Linked DNA regions of Sus scrofa: region 1 is linked to region 2. Evidence: chromatin contacts called from public Hi-C data. All regions are on one chromosome and are shown on one strand. Each heading gives the region's core, a stretch centred on a gene start, on an enhancer-like site or on the middle of the called end of the contact. The rest is flanking DNA. Distances are from core to core; before and after follow the strand shown. Region 1 overlaps PDLIM5 (PDZ and LIM domain protein 5). Region 2 holds the start of PDLIM5 (PDZ and LIM domain protein 5).

Region 1 (5,624 bases), core at 837-3,336, 48 kb before region 2:
TTCAAGCAGAAGGCAGACAGCCACATGCTACGGGTACTGTACAGGAGACACATGACTCTGAAAAGGAGAGACAGCGTGAGTGCACGATAACTCATCGGTGAGGAAACAGCCAGAATGCAAGAGACCAGGACTCAGTTTTAGTCACACATGGTAAATGGTCTTCCTCCATGACAGTAATACGGCCGTGAAGCTCTGATTTTCATTAGACATCCGTTACTTCAGTTAGATTGCAAACATTTTTTGTTCTACTGTAACAAATGCTAGAAAATGAAATATGAGTTTCGTTCTAGCTAGAGTTCAGAGAAACTAAAGGTACATTATTAAAATAAATAATAAGCATAGCTTCAAAATTATTGCAAAATAACTTTCTGTGAAACTGTGATGACACTGGTAAATGGAAGAAAGAAGAGAGTAGGTCTCCAGGCCAGAAAAAATTGATTATTCAGGGTATTACGAATTACCTCTACACAGGAGAGTTATATTGTTCCATAAAGATGTAACAGTAATCACTCCAAATGGCAATAAAGGAGCTCAGAGAAACAAGCAGATCAGGGTGAGAACCTAAAAGGGGTAGAACTCCAAAGTGGTCCAGAGACAGGGGTTCGAATGACCTTTCCTGAGGATCCGATAGATTGAAAAGTGAGTCTCGGATATCGAAGCTAGCACAGGTCATCAGACGCTTGGGCCTTTTAAAACAGGACTATCATCAGAGATTGGGTGGTTTAATTGGTAAGAAAAGAATTCTTTCTGGTAACCAAGTGACAGACACAAACATCTAGGAGGAGAAACTTAGCAGATCTCTGAAATAAATTCATGTATGACCAGTACAATATTACTGCTATTTTGGTCCCAATGCGAAGTTGCACCATCAAAAATATCTTTCTTCAGGTTCCCACTGTGGTGCAGCCAAAGCAAATGCAACTAGTATCCATGAGGACACAGGTTTGATCCTGACCTTGCTCAGTGGGTCAGGGAACTGGCGTTGCCATGAGCTATGGCGTAGGTCTCAGATGCAGCTCAGATCTGGCGTGGCTGTGGCTGTGGTGTAGGCTAGCAGCTACAGCTCTGATTCAGCCCCTAGCCTGGGAACCTCCATATGCTGCAGGGCAGCCCTAAAAAGACCAAAAAAAAATCTTCCTTCTACATGATGAAAGGTTATTATAATATATTATTTTGGGAGAGGTCAGTGAAAAATACCCATCTTGTTCAATTAAAAATTCTACTGGCTAAAGAGAGGTTAAGGAATGCTCTTGTAGTAATAATTTAAATACTGAATTAACATCCGAAAAAGTTGTTTTCAAAACTAAGTACACCAATGAGTTCCCTGGTGGCTCAGTGGGTTAAGGATCTAGCATTGTCACTGCAGTGCCTTGGGCTGCTGCTGCGGCATGGGTTCAACTCTGGCCTGAGAACTTCCACATGCCACAGGCATGGCCAAAAAAACCTCAAAAATACAAAAAACCTAAATACACCTATCACTGACTTTATCTGCCCTGGTTTGTTCACTTGTTTAAGAAAATAACTGGCAGGGAAAGGGAGGTAGTTTGGATGATATAAGGTGTCTTGCCACTCTAACAATTTATCTTTCGATGCCTGTTTATGACTCCTAGTTTCACAGGGGTAGGAAAAATAATTTTAGAATATCCAACATCTAGGAGTTCCCGTCATGGCACAGAGGAAACGAATCCGACGAGGAACCATGAGGTTGCCAGTTCCATCCCTGGCCTTGCTCACTGTGTTGCTGTGGCTGTGGCGTAGGTCAGAAGCTGTAGCTCCAATTCAACCCCTAGCCTGGGAACCTCCATATGCCACAGGTACGGGCCTAAAAAGCAAAAAAAAAAAAAAAAAAAAAAGAAAGAAAGAAAAAAAGAAATATCCAACATCTAATATCTCCAGTCTTGAAAACAAAAAGAGAGTATCACAAATGTCTGTTGTTGATTTTAAAAAATCAACAAAATTGCAAAGTAGGAAGGAAGGAACTTGACTATGTGCCCATCCTACAAAATATTTGGCATACCTACATTGGCACTACACCCACACAGAGATCTATTTCAACATGCTGCCTGGAACAGGTTTGATGCTAATAATAAAGAAGAGAAGGAGGGAAGGGGAAGCGACATTGGAGAGTTAGATGTTTTACAGGTAGTCATTCATTTAACCTCACAAAGAGGCTGTAAAGTACTAGCATTCTTAGTCTATAAGTGAGGAAATGAAGAGAGAATTTATGTTATCACTTTAAGGTCACAGAGCTAGGAGGTCACGGTGCTGGGGCTGGAACTCAGGCCTTGTGATTGCAAAGTCCAGCTTGTGATCCTGGCTGGGCTGCCCTTCCACCTGGCACATCATCTGCCACTCATTCTCCCTCCTGAGATAACATGCTGCACGCTCCAGCCAAAGGCACATGTTTTACTCTCGCTCAGCTGAATTCCTAAATCCCATCGGGCTGTCGCTCCTACCTAGACAGACCAGGCTAGCTCTAAATTGCTACCCTAACTCTCAGGTATCCAAACACAGGTATCCATACATCACACAAGTTTAAGAAAAATTCTTCAGTCAAAATTTCTAACCATACAGACCAAAAAGAAAGAGAGAGGAAGCAGAAGGAGAAGGAGGCAGGAGGGAAAAGGAAGAGAAACAGAAAAGAGGAAGTGAAGGAAGAGAGAGAAGTGGCCAGAAGGCGAGGGACCTCCCCCCTCACCGTCGCCTCTCCCAAAAATTTCCTTTCTTCACTTTAAAATCCCTGCAGTTCTCCTACTGAGTGACCCTTACTCCAAAACCCAACACATAGGCTCATCTGAGGAGGAGGGAAGTTGGCCTGCCCAGTGTCCGCCTTCCAAGGGGGGCTGTTACCCTATTTCCTCCTGCCACTTTCATCTTGGAGGGAGGATCTTCCCAGGGACCCCACCCCACGCCCCCATGAATGATGACTGGAGCGTCTCCTTGAGGAGGCTGGTGAGGGAGGGATAAGAATTGATCAATAAAACATGACTGATCAATGAACTAACACAGAGCAGAGAGCATGGCTCCTCAAAGCATCTGTGAACAGCCAGTTTTTCAAAATCTCCAATCTGTTTAATAAAAACACAACAAAAAACCAAATTATCTGAAAATTTAAATGTAACTGTATTAATATCAAAGACCAATTTCCGTGCCTTTAAACATCATGATATTTGAGAGAGTTAAAAAAGATTTTTTAGAAATTCAGAAAAACAATTTTTTTCTAAGTGTCAACAGGAATTACCAGAAGGGATTAGACAACGTGATTATGGGCAATTTTACAATTTTTCTTCTTTATACTTCATATTTTAAAAATTAGTGGAAGTAAATCAAGTTAAAAAACAAAACAAAACAAACATCATCTCAGTTGCTACAGCTTATTTCATGACACATGAAAGCTTGAGTAGCCCGAATGTCATTTCTGCCTTTTTATCTTTTATACTTTTTCGGTGTTCTTCCGCCATCATTTCCCCAGTGTAAAAAGAAAAATGTATGCATAACTTACGTAAAATTTCCTGGGGCTGGATATTATGGGTATCGACTCCCTAGTTTGGAAGATCTATTAAAATGTTAACTGTGTTCACACATGTCTCTTCGGCTAAAAATTAATGAAAGAATTCACAGACGTTAATAAAATTTGCAACTTTTCAAACACCCTTAAATGGTTTTAGATGCTTTGAAAGGAGCTGCTTTTGCTGATAGGCAGAATAACTTATTCAGAAAAAAAAAATCGTGGCGTTCCCATTGTGGCGCAGTGGTTGACGAATCCGACTAAGAACCATGAGGTTGCGGGTTCCATCCCTGGCCTTGCTCAGTGGGTTAAGGGTATGGCATTGCCGTGAGCTGTGGTGTGGGTTGCAGACGTGACTGTGACCCCGTGTTGCTGTGGCTCTGGTGTAGACCAGTGGCTACAGCTCCGATTAGACCCCTAGCCTGGGAACCTCCATATGCCATGGGAGTGGCTTGAAAAAAGGCAAAAAGACCAAAAAAAAAAAAAAAAATCATATCACATTTAGATTCTCTATGTACAAAGTTTTTATATTAAGAGTCTACCCTCATAGAAAATATATACAGTTCTTAAAACACAGGAGGAACTCCCTGGGGCCTTAGCAGTTAAAGATCCTGTGTTGTCACTGCTTTGGCTCAGTCACTGCTGTGGCTCGGGTTCGATCCCTGGCCCAGGAATTCCCACACACTGCAGGCACCACCAAAAAATATAGATATAGATATAGATATGGATATAGATGATACAAAAAGTTGGTCAACACTAAGATTATTTGCCACCTATCAGAGAGCTAAGCTGTAACTGTGTGTTGCCAGGATGTGGGGAAATAGACACCTTCATACATTACTGCACTAAACAGTAGGTTCCTGTTACTTACTGATTTTGTAGGTAATAGTGCTGTGTCTCAGGGAATAGGGAGGCCTGAGGACAGGGAGAGAGAAGTGGGTGCAGGGCTGGTGGATGCAGCTGATGGAACACATAACAACATCTATGGGTTAAGTTCGCTGTTCTACACGGATATGGTTTGTCATATCCCCAGACAATTAGAAGAGTGACGTCAAAGAGGATCACAGATCACCATAACAAATATAATAATAAAGTTTGAAATATTGTGACATAAAGACACAAAGTGAGCAAATGCTCTGGGGAAAACGGCAACAACAGATTTTGCTGGACCCAAGGTTGCCACGAAACTTCAATTTAGAAAAAAATGCAGAGCAGAGGGAAGTTACACAGAGGTTATTTACTAGGTATGTCTGTTATAGTTTTTTATTTGAACCCTACAAATATATTAGAGATTCAATAAACATATAAATAAATAAATGAAAGCTTAATTTTACTCTCAACAATGGGGAGAGAAGATATAAATAATTACTTTTTCTCTCCATTTTATGTTTCCTCTTCTGTAATTAATTTAATAAAGACCTGTGGTCATAGCAGTTGATAAAAATAATATAGTAGGTAAAAATAGTAATAGTTTATATGCCTCCTGACCATAAGAAATGTCTTCTACAGAGATAGCTTCACTTTTTAGGCACACATATTAACACAAAATATCTTTTGGTGAATATTTGGTCTACTCAATCTTACTTCAAAATTTTCTTTAAAGTATTCAAGCTCTCATCTATCAATTTTTACCTGCTAAAGTAGACCACAATGCCCAACACTAAAGGAGTGCATGCAATAATCTGCAATAAAAACCCACGGGCAAAGTCCTTTCTGCCTACATTTATAGCATTCACAGCTTTTACAGCTATTGTTTTAACCGACTGCTAAATGAGAGTAAAATATTGGACAGCTATCATCATAAAGTCACATCATGAAGTGAAAAGAGTTACCTATTTTTTAATGTGAGGTGTTATGAAAGTAAATAATATGGGCCTCTCAACCAGTCTAGAGGTCAACCAGGTTGACTCAAAAATCTAGGGGTTCCCCAGGCAGAAAGATTTTCAAAAAGATCAGTATGTGTGAAGATCCTGAGCTGGGAATACAGGACTACAATAGCAAAATACACAAAAAGTCAATGAAAATATGAGAACACAAAAGCATCTCTGTTAAATATATTTAATTTGCATTTCTAGCCAAGAGCAAAAGACCTCTGAAATCACGCATGAGGTACTCA
Region 2 (5,861 bases), core at 896-3,395:
TGGCAGCTGCGGCTCTGATTTGACCCCTTGCCTGGGAACCTAAAAAACAAAACAAACAAACAAATGCTTTCAAGTCTAGCTCTTAAAAAAAAAAAAATCAGTGAAAATCCTCACTGCATCTACCCAGAAAGAAAACGGGCTTTTCCACTAGCATACTACCAGGCGGTAATATGTTACATCAGTACTGATGTAACAGGCACTAAAAAGATGAAAAGGCCAAACCAGAGGTCAGACTATTAGATGTATGTGAAAAATGAGCAGTAAGGCCGTCATAAGGGGCAACAAATAATGTAATTGCTTTCTTGCTGTAATAAAAGAGTTTCAGAGAACTTCTAGAGAAAGACTATTTTAATAATGGCTCACAACACAAATTAAAAGTGCATAAAGCCGACAGATATTTCACAGGCAGCCTGCCTCTCCTTCTTTTTTAATCTTTAACCTTCGTCAGGAGAAGAATGTGAAAGTCAGGCTCAACTTCCTCTGATCTCATTGTTCCCTACAAGAAAATGTATTTAATTCATATATTAACCCATGTACCTGCAACTTCCCCTTACTTGGAGTTTCCTTCCTGATTTCCCTCATTTGTTATTAAAATTTCTAGCGCTGGCCAGGTCACGGCCACACTACAGGAACCCGTGTCAGTTCATTCCTAGTCCATGTCATTTCCTTTCCAGTATTCTCCCTTTGCTAGCTCCACCTGCCTTAAAATATTCTGATCCCTTAAGCAACGGTAACATTATTGGCCTTTTCCAGGTGTCTCTCCTCTGGTTATTAATGCCCAAAGTCTGCCTAAAATACCAAGCAGGCAGGAAATAGCAAGCAGCCTCTCCGCTTTCAAACATGTAGAAAATGTTGGAACTTCTGTATGGTGCTGGATTTCCTTTAGGGAAAGTCCGAACGATGTCTTCACTCAAGTACTTGGGAAGGAAGCTTGGTATTTCCCACACTTCTATCTAAGCTTCTTTGGTGGGTGGGAAGAGGGAAAGGAAAACTCCTGATGAATTGCTGGGAGTGACAAGAAGAGTCTGCAATTAAAGCAGTATCTTGAGATTCTTTTTCCGCAGACTCAGAGACTGCGGAGATAGAGTGAAAGAACTAAAGCCACAGGCACTGGATGAAAGCAGGCGACGAGACAGTTTGCCAGCGGAGAGGTTCACGCCTAGCCCTGTTTGCCAAATAAGGTTCCCGAGCCGGCTGTTTCCGAGGCCAGGCGGGTTGCGATGTCCTCGTGGTCAGGAAGGCGGACTTGGGATAGGATCTGGCGATCACACCCTAGACCTGCCCTGCCCAGCGCAGCCACGAATTTTCTTTCCAAGCTCTGCCCTGTCCATACGCCCTTCCTTTTTCCACTTATTGTCAAACGAACCGAAGGCACAGCCTTTAAAAAGCCCCAACAAGTACGCAAGTACTAATAAATCCGGCGTTCACGGCAGATTTGTTTTTTTAAAAAAGCTTTTATTTCTGGACGCACGGAAGTTTCCCCCTAACAGGTTACACAATCCTAAATATGCGGGGGAAATACACGCTTCTCGGCGTGAGAGCAAATAAAAAAAAATGCACACGCCATTCCCGTTTAGCCCCGCTTCCCACCCACACCGCCCGGAGATTCGCACAGGACGATTGTGCCCCGGGACGCCTAGGTGGGTGCCCGGCGGCGCCCCGCAGCCGGATCGCAGGTCGGTGCGGGGGTGCCCGGGGAGCCCCTCCGCGCTCGCGCTCGCCACGCCGGGCGCCCGGGTCCCGCGTCCCTGCCTCCGCCGCGCTCGTGCCGGCCCTCCCGGGCTCCGGTGCCCGTCCTCTGGCCTGGCGCCCACTCCCGCGCCGCCTTTTCCAGGGCGCTTCTCCTCCCAAGCCGTTGGGCGTCCAGCAAACACCTGAGAAACCTCCCAGCGCTCAGCGCGCCTCTCCTCTCCCCTAGCTGAGCGTCCACCCAAGCGCTCGGCGCACGGCCACCCCTTCTTTCCCTCCTTCCTACCGGGGATCGCAGACGTACATCCCCGGCGGACGGCAACTCACCTCGGGGCCGCAGCGGCTCTGCCTCCGCCTCAGACGAGAGCTGACAAGTGACTCCGTTGCGTGCGCCTTCCCCGCCGCCCGCGGGAACTTCCGCCTCCTGGCTCCTCCCACCCGCCCCGCCCCCGCGCCAGGACACGCCCCCTCGGCTCCCGGCCACGCCCTCGGGCCGGGCAGGGCTGCGCCGCGCTGGGAGCAGGCTGCTTGCGGCGGCGCCCAGCTCGCGGGCTTGCTGGGGCGAGCTGAAGCCGTCGCGGAAAAACAATTGCACTACCTAGTTTCGGTGGGAGTAGTCTTAGGGGATTTTTGTCCGCCCCGCCTGAATGTTTTGTACTGGAAGCATTTCTCTCTCCAGAAACTGAATTGGCAAGCAGTTGCTTTGGCTAAAAATAGGAGAGGGCTTTTGATAAATCCCTATCAGTATGCAAGTTCCGCGGCTACTGCCTGGTTTTTTTGAGAGAGCTTTGTGTGCCCTAAGAAGTGAAGACCCTGAAGTTTACTGAGCAGGAAGGTGAAAATCAGTCACTTTAATATTAGAAGTTAGGTCCTCTGATCAAACCAGAAGATCGAGATACAGAGCAGCTGCCCAAAGTGGTTCAACCACTATAACCTCAACTTACTTTTCTAAGTCCAGCTCAGTGGTTCAGTTTCCAGTTTGTAGAAGATTGTTTGATTTAGCTCAAGGAATTTATTCACAAGTAAATTTGAATAGTGGCCATATGGAAAGTAACTTTTTGGCTTCTTCAAAACTGTGAATTGCCTTATAAAACGTGAAAAAGACAATTCTTAACCAAGTGACATGTAAAGCACGGATCACGAGGTCCATGAATACACTAGAAGGACAAACGAAATTCTAGAGAAGATGCAGTCCAAAACGGTAGCCGCTAGTGAACATTTGAAACATGGCTACTGTGACTGAGACCCTGAATTGTTTGTTTTACACAAGTTTGCTTTAAATTAAAAACTGAAGCAGGGTAACATGCTTATGTTAAACACAAATTATTTGGGTAGGACTACATTTGACTTAATCATTGAAAATTTAGTGCCCAAATTGAGCTGTAATGAAAGTGTAAAAATGCACACTGGATTTTGAAGACTTGGTATAAAAAAATACAATGTAAAATACATCAATAATTTTAAACTGATTGCATGTTGAAAGGATAAGAATTTTTTAGTGTTTGGTTAAACATATAATTAAAATTAGTTTTGCCTGTTTTTTGAATATGACACTAAGACGTTTTAAATTACCTATGTCGACAGGCATGATGTTTTCATTGGACGGTGCTAGTCCATAGTTTTCATCACATTCTCCAGAAGACTGTTGGAAGGAAGGTTAAATATGTGTTAAAATATGTTGTCATATTTGACTTTTCACTCCCCAAATAAATAAATAATTAAATAAATAATAACAATAGCTTCCATTTATAAATGGACAATGTGCTACACAGTGTAGGGATCCTTACGGTAACTTTGGGAGACAAATCTCATCCCATCCATAGTCAACAAAATTGAGGTTGCAAGAGATTACAGCTTGTGACAGTTGCATAGGGCAATGGCCAGAATTACCCTCTAAGAGTCCCATGTCTGCTTCTCCTCTCTTTGCTGCTGACACGATTTCATTTGAGCCTGAATCAACTCAGATTGATTAAAGATATCAAGAAGTGGAATTCTCCAGTGGCTCAACAGCTTAAGGATCCTGGGGTTGTCAGTGTTGTGGTACAGGTTCTGTCCCTGGCCCCAGAATTTTCACATACCACAGGCGTGGCCCAATAAATAAATAATACATCAGAAACTGCAGGCAGTGTATGGAGGTCTCACTGGAGGTTGGGCATCTTCAGGTAACGAAGAAGAGTTGAGAATGAGAGGAGTGTTGCTTACCGATACAAATGCAGATACAAATGCAGCGTTGGCCTACAGATGTCAGCCTGCCTCTGAATCTGCCTTCTCCTCACACAGTTTAAAGTCTGGGGTGTAGGGAAAATGAATTAAATTCAAGGATCCGCAGATTGATATTTATCCAAGTGTCCTCCAAAGAACCAACAGCACCACAATGGCGTAGGCAGCTTGTTAAAACTGCAATATCCTGGGCCCCACCTAGACTGGCATCCTTTCAGGGGGCCTCCAAGAGCCCACCTTTTAAACAAGTAGCCCCTTCATGTAATCATTCAAGCATAATGCTTAAAAGTCATTTCAGGAGTTCCTGGGGAGTTCCGGTCATGGCTCGGCGGAAACGAATCTGACTAGCACCCATGAGGAAGCAGGTTTGATTCCTGGCCTCTCTTAATAGGTTGAGGATCCTGCATGGCTGTGAACTGTAGTGTAGGTTGTAGATGAGGCTTGCATCTGGTATGGCCGTGGCTGTGGTGTAGGCTGCAGCTCTGATTTGACCCCTAGCCTGTGAACCTCCATATGATGCGGGTGGGGCCCTAAAAAGCAAAAAATAAAATAAAATAATAAAAAAAATTTTTAAAAAGTCACTTTAGGAGTTCCTGTTGTGGCTCAGTGGGTTAAGAATCTGACACAGTATCCATGAGGATACGAGTTCAATCCCTGGCCTTGCTCAGTGGGTTAAGGATCTGGCATTGCTGCAAGCTGTAGCATAGATCACAGATGCAGCTCATATCCCTCGAGGCTGTGGCTGTGGCATAAGCCAGCAGCTGCAGCTCCAATTCAGTTGCTAGCCTGGGAACTTCCACAAGCAGCAGGTGCAGCCTGAAAAAAAAAAAGCCACTTTCCTAGGTGTTCCTGCTATGATACAGCAGGTTAAGGATCTGGCAGATCTGGTGTTGCAGTAACTGTGGCACAGGTTGAAGCTGCAGGTCAGATTCAATCCCTGGCCTGGGAACTTCCATATGCCATGTGCACAGCCATGAAAATAATAGTAATAATTTTTAAAAGCCACTTCCCCAGGAATATTTCCATATTCTCCAATTTACTGTGTGTGCGCTGTTCTCTGATGAGAACATGCATCGCAGTAGCCAGAGCTTATCTCAGTTTCTTAAAGAAAATGATAAATAAACTTTTGAGGTTATCACCAGGAGTAGGACACACACACACACATACATGTATAAAGCACTGCACAGCATGCTTAGCCCTAAGTAGATGTTAAATAAATAGTAGCCATATGAAACTTTCCTAATTAATTTATTTATGTATCACAAAAAACAAATAGAGAACTTTATTATGCATGTATTATATTCTTTTTTCAAATTTTATTTTTTATTTTTTTAAATTACTCAGTGAGTTTGATTACATTTATAGTGGTACAATGATCACCAGAACCCAATTTTGTAGCATTTCCATCCCAAACCTTCAGCGCATCCCCCCCAACCCCCCAATATGCTCTTGACTTATGTGTATTATCTTATTTAATTCTTACAACCATATAAAGTAGGTATTTTTTCAAAGGAAAAACAGAAACTTAGAGATTAAGGCATTTAACCAAGGGCACACCACTAATTAGGGACAGAAGTAGAGCAGAGGGTCTAAACCCCAAAACTGTGTGCTTCTCATCTCAGTAAATTCAATAAGCCATCCAACTTGAGGACCAGAGAAAAGAGATGGAAAGTTATAGCAACTAATGCTTAGAGGTGCAATTAAATTATTTTTTAATTTCCATAATTAGAGAATTATAGAAATTAAATAAATACTGAATTCTATATGAGAAAACAAAACTCTTGAACCACTTCGAATAGAGCACATGCTTTAACTAGCTTTAGAATGAATTGACATTGAACCATTCTGACTCCCCTTCTCTGTCTCCCTCATGACTAACATTTATGAAATGGTTGGCCATGGTTTGAAGGGCAGTCTGTGACTACAGACTTGCAGGAAGATAAGCAAACTAT

What was found. A called contact is a pair of places that touch in the nucleus more often than the background predicts.
Region 1: a contact with region 2 is called in a Hi-C map of liver, with 4 times the contacts expected there. The contact joins the enhancer-like site here to the promoter of PDLIM5 in region 2. A contact is called at or near these places in 1 of 5 promoter capture datasets (liver), 10 of 47 Hi-C or Micro-C datasets (embryonic fibroblasts, fetal heart ventricle, heart right ventricle and 2 more) and 2 of 2 datasets of contacts at active chromatin or transcription factors (alveolar macrophages and skeletal muscle).

What each region holds. Positions count from the first base shown.
Region 1 is chr8:125,209,920-125,215,543 of Sscrofa11.1, forward strand. All of the region lies in intron 2 of PDLIM5 (PDZ and LIM domain protein 5), which reads right to left. Among named protein-coding and RNA genes, the nearest start is that of PDLIM5, 47 kb to the right of the region's middle. Within about 2 kb of position 2,087, at least 9 of the 83 cell types and tissues checked have an H3K27ac peak or open chromatin away from gene starts, as enhancers often do. A contact at or near this core is called in liver and skeletal muscle, where this site is marked.
Region 2 is chr8:125,257,824-125,263,684 of Sscrofa11.1, forward strand. It overlaps PDLIM5 (PDZ and LIM domain protein 5), which reads right to left and starts at 2,146. Exons shown (of 18, transcript XM_021101756.1): 1 at 2,017-2,146.